Linked DNA regions of Mus musculus: regions 1 and 3 are each linked to region 2. Evidence: chromatin contacts called from public promoter capture Hi-C data. All regions are on one chromosome and are shown on one strand. The core of a region is the stretch at or near the end of the contact, and the rest is flanking DNA. Distances in the headings are between cores, read along the strand shown.

What was found. Promoter capture Hi-C pulls out the DNA fragments that hold promoters and counts their contacts. Capture Hi-C pulls out chosen DNA fragments and counts their contacts.
Region 1: a promoter capture Hi-C map of liver shows a contact between it and region 2, with 2.5 times the contacts expected there. The contact joins the promoter of Fubp3 here to the promoter of Med27 in region 2. A contact is called at or near these places in 2 of 39 promoter capture datasets (liver and pre-B cells) and 1 of 9 other capture datasets (liver).
Region 3: a promoter capture Hi-C map of liver shows a contact between it and region 2, with 5 times the contacts expected there. The contact joins the promoter of Med22 here to the promoter of Med27 in region 2. A contact is called at or near these places in 2 of 39 promoter capture datasets (liver and pre-B cells).

What each region holds. Positions count from the first base shown.
Region 1 is chr2:31,571,142-31,575,235 of GRCm38.p6, forward strand. It overlaps Fubp3 (far upstream element (FUSE) binding protein 3), which reads left to right and starts at 1,510. Exons shown (of 18, transcript NM_001033389.4): 1 at 1,510-1,812. The coding sequence starts at 1,729.
Region 2 is chr2:29,344,145-29,348,515 of GRCm38.p6, forward strand. It overlaps Med27 (mediator complex subunit 27), which reads left to right and starts at 2,666. Exons shown (of 8, transcript NM_026896.5): 1 at 2,666-2,903. The coding sequence starts at 2,701.
Region 3 is chr2:26,908,763-26,913,025 of GRCm38.p6, forward strand. It overlaps Med22 (mediator complex subunit 22), which reads right to left and starts at 1,880. Exons shown (of 4, transcript NM_001033908.1): 1 at 1,531-1,880; 2 at 231-311. The coding sequence starts at 1,653. Rpl7a (ribosomal protein L7A) reads left to right here and starts at 2,045. Exons shown (of 8, transcript NM_013721.3): 1 at 2,045-2,068; 2 at 2,244-2,364; 3 at 2,660-2,809; 4 at 3,257-3,397; 5 at 3,604-3,683; 6 at 3,909-4,039; 7 at 4,226-4,263. The coding sequence starts at 2,066. It overlaps Gm23969 (a small nucleolar RNA gene), which reads left to right and starts at 2,499; the gene lies at 2,499-2,572. LOC115489587 (a small nucleolar RNA gene) reads left to right here and starts at 3,456; the gene lies at 3,456-3,529. It also overlaps LOC115489586 and LOC115489588.

The DNA.
Region 1 (4,094 bases), core at 260-2,759, 2.2 Mb after region 2:
CTTGAAAGCTTTAAATTATCCTCAATGTTTTAGTAAACAAATTAGACTGGGCTCCTGCCTGTAGGCCACTTGGGTGGTGGCAGCAACATTTCTGCACTCACTGTCTAAGATGCTTCCCCTGTCCTCATTGGACAAAATTCTTTACGTATTCATTGAACAGATACCAAGCGCCAACCAAATCAACAGGGGGTTTGTAATAAGTGTTAGATAAAGAGACCCTGGATAGAAGAACATCCCATTTCTACTCATCAGGGCCAGCCAGTTGGGAGTATGGAAGAGTGGACAGTGTTTCCTCAGAGGTTGGTAGGACAAACGTCAAGTAGGGCCAAGTCTGTCCTGAAGATTGAAACTCTGTGTTTGCTAAACTCAAGCATAGATGAAGTGAAAACTCTCCACCATCCAGAGTGCCAGCTTGGTCTCCCCTACGGGTTTGGAAATGATCTGTCTAAAGTGATCAACCTGTGCAGTTTGGCCAGCTTCTTTGATTTTGCCATAATCTAGGAATCATTCAGAGTCAGCGATATTCAACTTAGAATTAGTTTCCTAAGCATCTGCTATGTGCCAAACTCTAGGAATCCAAGAAAAAAAAAAAACGAGAGCCTCAGGGTTGATGAGGTGGCTCCGCGGTGTGGGTGTTTGCTGCCAGACCTGATAACCTGTTTGATTCCCGGGACCCATATGGTGGAAGTATATAACCAACTCTAGGGAGTTGTCCTCTGACTTTCACATGTATGTGGTGACACATTCTACACGCACACACTGAAACGAAGAATGGAAGGAAAGAATAGTAAATTGAGTTTCAAGTAGCTAGCTGCGGGTGACCTAGAACATGACCTTGAACTCCTGAACTTCCGTACAAACCCACTGCCCATACATATTGGCACAGTGGGGTGTAACTTTTTGTTCTGACGGAGGCAGGGGGTTCTGAAGTGAGACTCCCCCCTTTTCCTTCCCCTCAAGCATTCAAACATTCCTAAAGATCTCTTGCCTCAGCAGGCCCGGAAGCAATGATGGTCCCACGGTATTTCCTGTTACCCGGGTGAAAGAATGTGAAAGAGGACACCAGGCTTCTTTTGAGCAGTGTCATCAAACCGATCCTTGGCAAACTGATGGCCCATTCTGGAGCCTGGGACTCCCTGCAGCAAAGGCGGAGCCCTGCCGTACTAAGGGTCCTAGTACCAAGTAAGGTGCTCAATCTCAGTCAATGCAGCACACCACGACCCCACTTCGAGAGGGAGGGGGCTGCCAGTGCACCTCGACGGCTTGGGTAAGGTGTTGGAAGAGCCAAGTCCAAGTTTCTCCTCCGTCAGGTGGCAAAACCACACAGCGGGGGACTATAAGGCCGCACCTGCGCCGCGGTGGCGGTCCCACGCTTGCTAAAGGCCTGGGGCCCACGCCTTTGGAGGGCGGGGTCGCAACCTGGTCTTTTTGACGGACATCTGCCTGTGCCCAGGGCAGGCCCCCCTCGCGCCACGGCCACGCCCCCACTTCCGGCCGGACAGCGGTCACGTGCTTTGAGACCCCGCCTCACAGACGCTGCTTTCCCCCAACCTATCTCTCTCTCTCTCTCTCTCTCTCTCTCTGTCTCCCTCTGAGCTAGCAGTGCCTTCCCTTCGCTTCCCTTCCGCCGGAAGTGGGGCGACTTTCCCTTTCCGGCTACGGGTCCCGGAGCGGAGTGGGAGGCCGGACCGGGGGAGCCGAGCGACGGCGGTGGCGGTGGGCTTGGCTATGGCGGAGCTGGTGCAGGGGCAGAGCGCTCCGGTGGGCATGAAGGCTGAGGGCTTTGTGGATGCCCTGCACCGGGTCCGGCAGGTACGGGCGCGGGAGGCCGGGGGCGGGAGGCCGCTGCGCCGACGCCTCCGGTGGGCGCCTAGGGCCGCGAGTCGCGGGAGGCCCGGGCGGTTCCCTCGGGAGCTCCGGGGCCAGAGGAAGCTTTTGCCAAGCGCTCCTGGCGCCCGCGCGCCCGACTGCACCCAGCGGCCTGCTCTCCATGATTCAGATCCCAGCAGGTCCTGGTTGTAGACCCCAGGCATCCATCTCACGCCCTGGACGTGGCTTCTGCAGCTTTGGGAAACCTCGCCTTCCACTTAATGCATTTCAAGCATATTGGAAGAAATTCGAGGATATTTTATATTTGAAATTCTCTATTTTGCAGAGAGAAGGGGAGGTGTTAAGTGGGTGGTCCTCGAGAGTTCCTTCTGGCGATTAGTCTTAACTCTACTGGGAAGAGTGTGGGATGGACTCGTTCGGACCGTGAAACTACCATCTGGCAATATTGTGCGTTTTGTCAGTGAAACTGGCTTTTTAGAGGACTTAGGCTTCTCTGAATGAATATGGGACCTCTCTGGCTCCTGGCATGGTGCCTAGTACAAAATTGTCCTTGTATTTTGCCTGAAACTTAGTGACAAGTTACCCCGACGCTCAAACTTTCCTCTATCCAGTGATGTTTATCTTCTCTGACTTTGTCAACTCTCTGGTTCTTTGAAAGTCGGGCTGTGTAACTAATGACGGTTTGGTTCCTAGTAGAATACCTGCCACAGGACTCATTGTTGGGAGAGTTTGACCGGTCACGTGAAAATGGGGTCTTTTCATCACTTTCCAGTAGTCCTTCGAGGAAACCCTACCTGTCTCCCCTATACTTTGCATATTAATACTGATGGTTCTGTAGACATTGTTTTATAACCTACCACAAATGTTGGACTCACCCAAAAGTTTCTCTGGTGGGTTGTTACTGCCTAGTTGGAGCAGTGAGTATCCAATAGTGTGATGATACTTCAGTTACTCCATGATTGTAATGGATGACCTTGCGCCCAGCTCCGCATCCACCGCTCTGCTCATGGGCATGGTTTTCCTTTGCTGGACAAGACCCTGAACCCTGTTTTTCACTAGTTGGTAAGATGTACTGGATCTCTCTCAATGCTAGAGTGTCAGAGCCATCTTGTTGGCTTTCTTCGACCACTAACAATTACAGTCGCTGCTTTAGGAAGCTCAGGGCCTCCTTAGTTGAATGTAAAATAAATTTGTTTTTTTGTTTTTGTTTTTGTTTGTTTGTTTTGTTTTTTTTTTCTTCCGAGAAGGTCTTTCTATGCAGTCCTGGCCGTTCTGGAATTCACTCTGTAGACCAGGCTGGCCTCAGACTCGGACATCTGTTTCTGCCTCCTGAGTATTGGGGGGTTGGAGGCTTTTTGCACTGCTACCCAGCTTATGAGAATTATTTATTTATTTTCCAAGCAGAGTTTATTTTTGTAACCCTCGCTGTCTTGGAGCTAGCTCTGTAGATCAGGCTAACCTTGAACTCTCAGGGATCCACCTGCCTCTGCCTGCCTCTGCCATCCTAGTGAAGTTTTAAGGATTGCTGAGACTTGCTTGGGGAGGTGGGGGTGGAGATACCTTCTGTTAAATCTGCCCTAACTTGGAGTGAGGAAAAGGAAATATTCCTTTGGGTTTCTTTTTGTTTGTTTTTGTTTTTTCTCTGTGTAACCCTGGCTGTCCTGGAACTCACTCTGTAGACCAGGCTGGCCTTGAACTCAGAAATCCGCCTGCCTCTGCCTCCCGAGTGCTGGGATTAAAAGCGTGCGCCACCACCGCCCGGCTTCTTTGGGTTTCTTATTTATGAAGTACACCACTACCTTAAGTGGTAATGAGCCCATTAGAGATTGGTGTGTTGCTTCTTAGTGGCAACAGCTAGAAGTCCATACTACCATTGAGAAATGATTTGAAGGGAATTAAAAAGAAAAAGTCTGGCAAAGTGGTGTACACCTTTACATCCCAGCACTTAGAGGCAGAACAGAAAAATCTCGGTGAGTTGCAGGTCAGCCAGGTCTACTACAGAGCAGGTTCTAGGTTCTCTGGGGCTGCCAGAGCTACACGATAAGACATTGTCTCAAAAAGCAAAGTCAAACAAACAAGCAAAAGTTTGTTGATAATTTTAGGGTTATTTAGGTAGATCTCGTTGGTCAAGGCTGGAAACTTAGAAATCTGCATTGTAGAGCTCTACTCTTCCAGAGGACCTGGGTTGGATTCTCAGCACCCGCATGATGGCTCCAGTTCCAGCTTCTGCAGGCTCTGTACAACAGGTTCTGAATAGACATACA
Region 2 (4,371 bases), core at 1,416-3,915:
ACATTCTCACCATTCGATTTTGACTGCTTCTATACTTCATAAAAACAGAATCTTAGGATATTTGTCTTTTTGTGTGTGACAGTTTTGCTTCCTATAGTTTTTTGTTCCAGTTTCATCTGTGAAATTGTCACTGGCAAATGTGTGCCGTCCCTCTTCATTTTATTTTATTTGTACGGGTATTTTGCTTACAAGCACACTTGTACACCACGTGTGTGCTGTGATCTTGAAGGCCAGAGTAGGGCAAGAGATCCCTTTGGACTGCAATTACAGCTGATTGTGAGCTGCCATGTGGATTCTGGGAACCAAACCCACACCCTCTATAAGAGCTGCCAGTGCACTTAGTCACTAAGCCTCTGCCCAGCCCCCAAACATGTCTTTTTTTTTTCTTTTGGTATAGCACCCATGCTGCACCTATGCTGACTTTTAAGTCCTAGACTTCTGATTTACTCTCAAGTTCTGGGGTTACAGGTCTTTATCATCACGCCTAAACAATAAAATGATTCATGAATCTGCAGATGTTATTAGGATGTTATCTGATTGGCATGTGTCAGAATTTCCCTCTTAGGAAAAAAGGTAATGTTAAACCTGAGAATCTAGAGGAGAAAAGACCAAATCCACTGTTGTCCAACTAAAGTAATCTATTTGGGGGTGAATCTAGAGTGGCTAGCCAGCTGACTCACCCCAAGTCAGGATTTGGGAGAGCAGCCTGTAGTGGCTATTCCTGGTTGTCAACTTGACTATATTTGGAATGAACTACAATCCAGAATTGGAAAGGCTCACCAGTGACCCTTATCTGGAGGCTTGGAGATCCTTATCTGGATCTTGGTATGGAGATCTTGAGCCATAGTGGCTATGGATTCCAGAAGATTGAATCTTGGAGTTTAAGGAACACACCTTTAATCTGGGCTACACCTTCTGCTGGAGACAATATAAGGACATTGGAAGAAGGGAGTCTAGCTCTAGCTCTTGCTCCTTCGCCTGCTTGCTGTGTGAGACTGAGTAACTGCTAGATCCTTGGACTTCCATTCACAGCTGCGACTGAACAATTGTTGGGAATTGGGCTGCCGACTGTAAGTCATCAATAAATTCCTTCACTATCTAGAGACTGTCCATAAGTTCTGTGACTCTAGAGAACCCTGACTAATACACAGCCCCTTGAGGTCCTTTTTATAGGAGAGTGCTCACACAGACGACTGTTAGAAAGATGCAATGAAAGGGAGGAACAAGGGGAGGGATGCTCATCTAGTGAATGTGGTCACGAGTTTAGTGTAGAGGTTGAAAACGTGTTTTGCAGCTTACCTAAAGAACAAGAACTTGGCAGGGCAGTGGTGGCACACGCCTTTAATCCCAGCACTTGGGAGGCAGAGGCAGGTGGATTTCTGAGTTCAAGGCCAGCCTGGTCTACAGAGTGAGTTCCAGGGCAGTCAGGGCTACACAGAGGAACCCTGTCTCGAAAAACCAAACAAAAACAAACCAAACAAAAAGAACAAGAACTTATTCTTTTTTTTTTCTTTTAAGATTTATTTTTATTTTATGTATGTGAGTACACTGTAGCTGACTTCAGATGCACCAGAAGAGGGCATCTGATCCCACTGCAGATGGTTGTGAGCCACCATGTGGTTGCTGGGAATTGAACTTAGGACCTCTGAAAGAGCAGTCAGTGCTCTTAATCGTTGAGCCATCTCTCTAGTCCCAGGAACTTATTCTTAATTACAAATAAAAACCCTAACTTGCAAGGACTTAACATGAGGCAAATAGAACTTATTCTTTAATTACAAACAGAAACTTTAGCCTGCACAGGACAGAGGAACTTATTCTTAACTGTCTTAACTGCAAACAGATCCCCTAAGCTGCAAGGTCTATTTTCCCTGTTTTGATCTTCCATTAACTTGAAAGGTATATTGTCCATTTTGATGTCACAGTATATATCAATTTGTATCATATATAATCACATTTTGCTTATTTGCTTATACGTTGGTAGATATCTGGCTCCTTTCACACTTGACTATAGTGAATGAGGTTGCGGTGGATATGGAAGTACAAACATCTCATTTAGACACTGCTTTCAATTCTTTTGGACACATACCATAATTTCTATTATTATTATTATTGTTAATTTACTTTTTGGACACAGGTCCTCATGTAGCCCAAATGTTTTCTATTTCCTTTTAAGTTTCATAAAGAAAAACGTTTTGAAACTATATAGAATACCTTGCTGTTTCGAAAAAACATCAATTGATTCATACCTTAACCAATTATTTAGGCTGCCAAGTGGCAGTTTTCTTGTATCACTCTGCCTTCATTTATGTGTTGGCATTTTACTACAGGTAAGAGAGTTCTTCCCCTTTATTTATGAATATGGACTCATTCATGTACTCTGGGGACATTTTATTGTTTTGAGAAATTCCTATGTGACTGTTCAAATTTTGGAGATACACAGTGGGCTTCTGCATTTCTTTGTCATTCACTATTAAGCAAAAGGAGAGGACAAAATGACTTCCCTAGATGGAGATCATAACTTGTGGTCAACTCTCTCATTCAGTCAGACTGGCGCTGTTTTTCCAAGTTCGCTAGAGCTTCCTGGATGGGAGCCACGTCGCAAACTACACATCCCAATACCCTCCTAGGACAACGTCATCACGAAGCGCCGCGCGCCGCTCAGGCTGTGGACTCTGGAAAGCCGGCTGTGACAGCTGCAACATGGCGGACGTGCTGAGCGTTGGTGTGAACCTGGAGGCCTTTTCGCAGGCTATTAGCGCCATCCAGGCGCTACGCTCTAGCGTGAGTAGGGTCTTCGACTGCCTTAAGGATGGCATGCGCAACAAAGAGACGCTGGAGGGCCGCGAGAAGGCCTTCATCGCGAACTTCCAGGACAACTTGCATTCCGTCAACCGGGACCTCAAGTAGGTACTGGCTGAAAGGATCGGGGTTGAGGACCCTTCTGGCACCTGTCCCGCCCGGATCCCGCGCCAGTCTGCCCAGTCACGGGCCTCTCTCCTTTATTCACAGTCCGCTGTCACTTTCGCTCATCTCCCGGTCCTAGTCAGCCTCTCAGGGACTCCTTGTCTCCCGTCCCGTTACCTAGTATTCATTCTGTTGGCCATTTCGTCCTGGTTGTCATCTGTGGTCCTCGGTTCCCGCTGTAGTGGTCCTATCTGATGAGGAAACCTCTTCTCAGGAACTTCCACCTCGTCGATCTTATCAGACCTTTTCCTTGGGCTCCATCACATCGGGCCAGTCTCCCCATCAACACTGTCCCAGGCCCAATTACGTACCTCTCGATCCGATGAGCTCCAGTTCCCATCCTCAGAGCCTAGAATTCATCAGTTCCACCTCACCTCATTCTCAGACTACCTCCGTTACCTTTGCCTCTTTCCATTTCCCCTCCGAAGCCACCTGCTCCTCACTGCCAGTCACCATCATTCCTTTTGTTTAGCTCTTTTCTCGAGAGATACAGTCTTACATCTATTAGGATGTTTAAGAGGAAGAATTTATTTAGGTTCAGTTTCAGAGGACTCAGTTCACTACAACGGGAAAGGAATGTTTGAGCAGGTTAACCCCTAATAATTGGGGATTACATATTTCCCTCACGGGACTCCTTTTACATCATTAGTGTATTAAGAGTTTGCTGAGAAGACATTACTCAGATGCCATGCATAGAAGGCACTTTGGATTTTGAGACAGGGATTCTCAGGGTAACAGTCTTGGTTGTCCTGGAATTCAATTTGTAGACCAGGATGGCCTCAAACTCACAAGAGATCCTCCTGCCTCTGCCTCTCTGGATTAATCTGCTGGGATTAAAGGTGTGTGCCACCACACACAGTTTAGTAGGCATGTCTTCTGTGCCTGAACTTGTGTTTTCTTCCTGTCTTAGAAATTAGAATGGAAGGACTTGAGGTCTCCCCCCCCCCCCCAGACAGGGTTTCTCTGTATAGCCCTGGCTGTCCTGGAACTCACTCTGTAGACCAGGCTGGCCTCAAACTCAGAAATCTGCCTGCCTCTGCCTCCGGAGTGCTGGGATTAAAGGCGTGCACCACCACGCCCGGCTTGGATTTGAGCTTTTTACTTCTGAAATTGAGCATTTGGTGATCTGGTCAGGTTGGGTTTCCTCTCTTCCACCTCATGTTCCTCTATAGTGCCTGGTTCCAGCTCCGTGCCTTCTGTGTGTCAGGCAGGCAAACCCCCAGGACTCCCTCCACCCATCAACTAGTCAAGTAGGATGGAGGAGGAAGTAGTGAAGTGTTGTGTGCCTTTCCTCCCCGTATTCCACTCCCTCCTTAAACTACACACATACCTGTTCTGTCAGCTTGACAATGGCATGCCCTACCCCCACTCCATTGACTCCCCCGAGGGAGGCTTTTTTCCCCCCCT
Region 3 (4,263 bases), core at 630-3,129, 2.4 Mb before region 2:
ATTCCACCATTTCCTTTTCCATTCGCAAGCAGCCTTGGGAAACCTTCATGTCAACAGGAACAGCTGCCCTCCCTCTCATCACCACCACAGAACGGACAAGGCCCTCCTCCCAGTGCCTATGAGGGCAATCCCCAAGACAGGCTCTGCCCACCCCATTGCTCCCTTGTTTTCCTCTGCTACTCTGGACTCTACCTACAACCCCTCCATGGTGTCTTCCATCCCACACTCACGATGTTGGCTGCTCGAACGTGCATCTCATAATTGTCCTGTTCGCCCTGAGTAGCCCGAGACACCTGCGTCTCATCCTCAATCTGAGGGCAAATAAGAAAAGCCTAGAATCAACACAGGGAGCAGCCACCTGGCTTAGCTGCCACCGCCGCCGCCGCCGCCGCCACCCGCCTTCATGTCTTTACCATAGCCTGTCAGGCCTTCCCGCAGATCCAGAGCCTACTTCCTGTCTAGACAACTGGCAATGTCTCCAACCCCTTCTTGTTCTCTGGGTGACGATAGGTTACTTCATGTCAAAAGGACACTGCCCAGTCTTTGTGACAGTTTATAAGAAATAAAGGGCTAGAGAGATGGTACATTCAGTTCGATTCCCAGCAACCACAAGGTGGGTCACAACCAGCTGCCATAGGATCTGATGCCCTCCCTCTTCTGTCTGATGTTCTCTTCTGTCTTGCAGGTATAGATGCAAATAGAGTCCTCATATACATTAAATAAATCAATCTTTTAAAAAGACATTGACTTATTTAATGTATATGAGTTCACTGTTGCTGTCTTCAGACACACCAGAAGAGGGCATCAGATCTCATTACAGATGGTTGTGAGCCACCATGTGGTTGTTGGGAATTGAGCTCAGGACCTCTAGAAGGGCAGTCAGTACTCTTAACTGAGCCATTTCTCCAGTCCTTAAATAAATAAATCTTAAAAAGAAAGAAAAGATGTTCAATAAAGGATTAAAAAGACAAACTTTCTGATCTCTGAGTTTAAGCTTACAGGTGGACCAGCTGGAGCCTAACACAGACCTCAGTGGGCTTGAGGCTTCTCAGAAATTATTTAAATAGAACAGCATTTCTCAACCTGTGGATTGCCTTTCACAGGGGCTGCCTAAGACCATCGGAAAACACTGGCATTTACGACTCAAAGGGTAACAACAGTTCTGTAGTTGCAACAAAAATAATTTTATGGCTGGAGGTCACCACAACATGAGGGTTGTGGTGTTTAAGGGTTAAACTCACCAGTCATCACAAGAATCTATGGCAAGGGTAAACCTCAGCCCAGGTGGCTAGTGCTCAGTAACTAACGTAGAGCCCTGGCAAACGGGCCAGAGTTCTCCTCTCTGCTCTGTGCTTGTCACTATTTGGCTCTTCTATTTATCTGCTGTCCCATTACTTTTAACGCCTCTTCACTCCTACCCGCACCGGTCAGGTGAGTCACATTCCCTCTGCTTTCCTCACCCCTGTACCCAGGCCCCAGGGAAAACCAGTCCCAGCCTTCTCCAATGGCTTCGGAACAGCTACCACACACCTTGGCGGTCTTGATGATCTCGGTGAAGTTGTCCATGATGGACTTGATGTCGTCTTTGAGCCGCTTGTTGTATGACTGCAGCAGCGTCTCCTTGCTCTGGGGAAGGGCTCTCTGCTGGGCCATGGCGGGCCCTGGACGAGAACCAGTCTGGTCCGGCCCGAACCGAGTACTGAGGGCTGGGGACCGGGATTTCCGATACAACAGCTCCGTCCACGAACACACGCCCGGCAGCAGGCCCTTACGGCGAGGGAACAAAGCACCCGCACGCTCCTTCCCGCGGCTTCCGTTCACTCCTGGCGCCTCCCGCCGCCTCTCGGAGCCTGCGGTCCGGTGCCAGGGCCCGCCCGCCTGGACGAACGCGCAGCCGCGGCCCGACACGCCCCCGCTCAGGCTCCGCCCCTCTGTCAGAGTCCGAAGTGGGTCCTTGTCGCTTTAAATCCGAAATCCCGCGAGGGCGCCTGCTCTCGCGATATCTGCGGCCACTTACTTATCCCCCACAATTCCCTCTTCTTTCTTTCTCCAGCAGCCGAGCAAGATGGTGAGTGTCTCTGGGCCCCCGCGCTATCCGCCTCCATCCGCCGCCCGTCGCCCGTCAGCGGCGTTCTCCGCCGTCCCTGTCTCCTCGGGGTCCCTCGCGGAAAGGGAGCCACAGCGACCGACTCACAGGCAATGACTCCGCTGCCCGATGGCACGGGTTTCTCTCTTCCGTACAGCCCAAAGGGAAGAAGGCCAAGGGGAAGAAGGTGGCCCCGGCCCCCGCCGTCGTCAAGAAGCAGGAGGCCAAGAAGGTGGTCAACCCTCTGTTCGAGAAGAGGCCCAAGAACTTCGGCATTGGTAAGGAGTGGCGTCGGCGTGTCACAAGGGCAAGGCGCCTTGACGGGCAATGGACTGAATGAGAGCCGGGCACCGTCCCGAGCAGCCGCCACTGCGCATGCTCGGCTGGTGTGAGAAGGGGAATGGTGGTCGTGTGCAGATGATGTGACAGAATATTTGCTATCAGATGAGTGGTGATGACACTAGAACCACCAAGATCGCTGATGCACCGACGCCCTCCTGCCCTGGGTACTGCCTCGGCTGCAGGCCGGCCCGAGGAGAGGCCTCGGTCACAGTGTCCCTCTTAACTTCCCAGGACAGGACATCCAGCCCAAAAGAGATTTAACGCGCTTCGTCAAATGGCCCCGCTACATCAGACTGCAGCGGCAAAGAGCTATCCTCTACAAGCGGCTCAAAGTCCCTCCTGCCATTAACCAGTTCACCCAGGCCCTGGACAGGCAGACAGGTGAGGTTCCGGGCCCCAGAGCCAGAAACTGGCCCCGAGTTTGCCCTTACTGCAGTGCATGGCCACACTAATACAGCTATGAAGAGAGAGGTGGAAGGGGGTCCCCAGTCCCTCCACCTGGAATGGGCGGGATTTGGTGAGGAAGCAGTTGAGGAAGGATCCCCGTGTTGACCTCCTGCCGTCTCATCAGTGTACCACAATAGGGTGGTTTTGTTGGGGGATCAGGGTCTCTAGTTGTGGAGCTCAGCATTGCTGCCTGTTTCATGAGTGCTGGTATTAATGGCATGAGCCACAGCCATTCAGGGCTAGGAGGTCAGACACAACTTTTCAATGCCAGGTTAAGTGACAGGTTAGAATTGGGCCTGGGCGTGAGATTGCTGGCCAAGTAATAGCCCCAGCGCCTTTAAAGGGATTCAGGCTTAGAGTCCAATTGAATGTGTTTTCCAGCTACTCAGCTGCTTAAGCTTGCCCACAAGTACAGGCCAGAGACAAAGCAAGAGAAGAAGCAAAGGCTACTGGCCCGTGCTGAGAAGAAAGCTGCTGGCAAAGGCGACGTCCCAACTAAGAGACCACCTGTCCTCCGAGCAGGTCAGTGCTTCCCTGCCCGTCCCCCCCACCCCCCAAAGGGAGGATGGTAAGGCAGGCTGTGCAGTGATGTGTGAATTTCTTCACCTGAAAATATTGTGAAGAGTAAATCGAGCTTTTTAACCCTGAGTCGCAGCTTAGTGGAGCTGCATTTTTGTGACTGCAGCAGCCGGAGCACACAGGCAAAGTGGTTGTGTTGTATGTTCCAGGAGTCAATACAGTCACCACCTTGGTGGAGAACAAGAAGGCTCAGCTGGTGGTGATTGCCCATGACGTAGACCCCATTGAGGTAGGTGTGAGGTTCTGTGTGGCTTCTGGAAGGTTGGGATCTCTTGCTGGGTTTGAAGAGCTGGGGAAAAGATTGGTGTGGCTCTTGCAATGATGTCAATCTTTGACTGAAGTGACCTTGAAGTGCAATTACTGAGCTTTTTAACCCTGAGCAATTGCCACAAAGTATCTGTGCAGCTAGCTGTTGCTTCTGCCAAAACAACCTACAGCTCATGTTTGCTTCTAGCTGGTGGTTTTCCTACCTGCTCTGTGTCGAAAGATGGGGGTGCCCTACTGCATCATCAAGGGAAAGGCCAGGCTGGGGCACCTGGTCCACAGGAAGACATGCACCACCGTTGCCTTCACACAGGTTAACTCGTGAGTATTTATGCGCCCACACCTTACCCTCACAGCTTTGGACCATTTGCCAGTGATGCTTAGGAATTTCTTCACCTGAATCAACTATGTGGTCACACTGTTGTCTGAGGCAAAAAGGCAGGGAGGGAAGGGTTTATTACTCCTGCTTCTTAAACAGTAACGAGACCTTCCTCATTGCCTTTCCAGGGAAGACAAGGGTGCTCTGGCTAAGCTGGTGGAAGCTA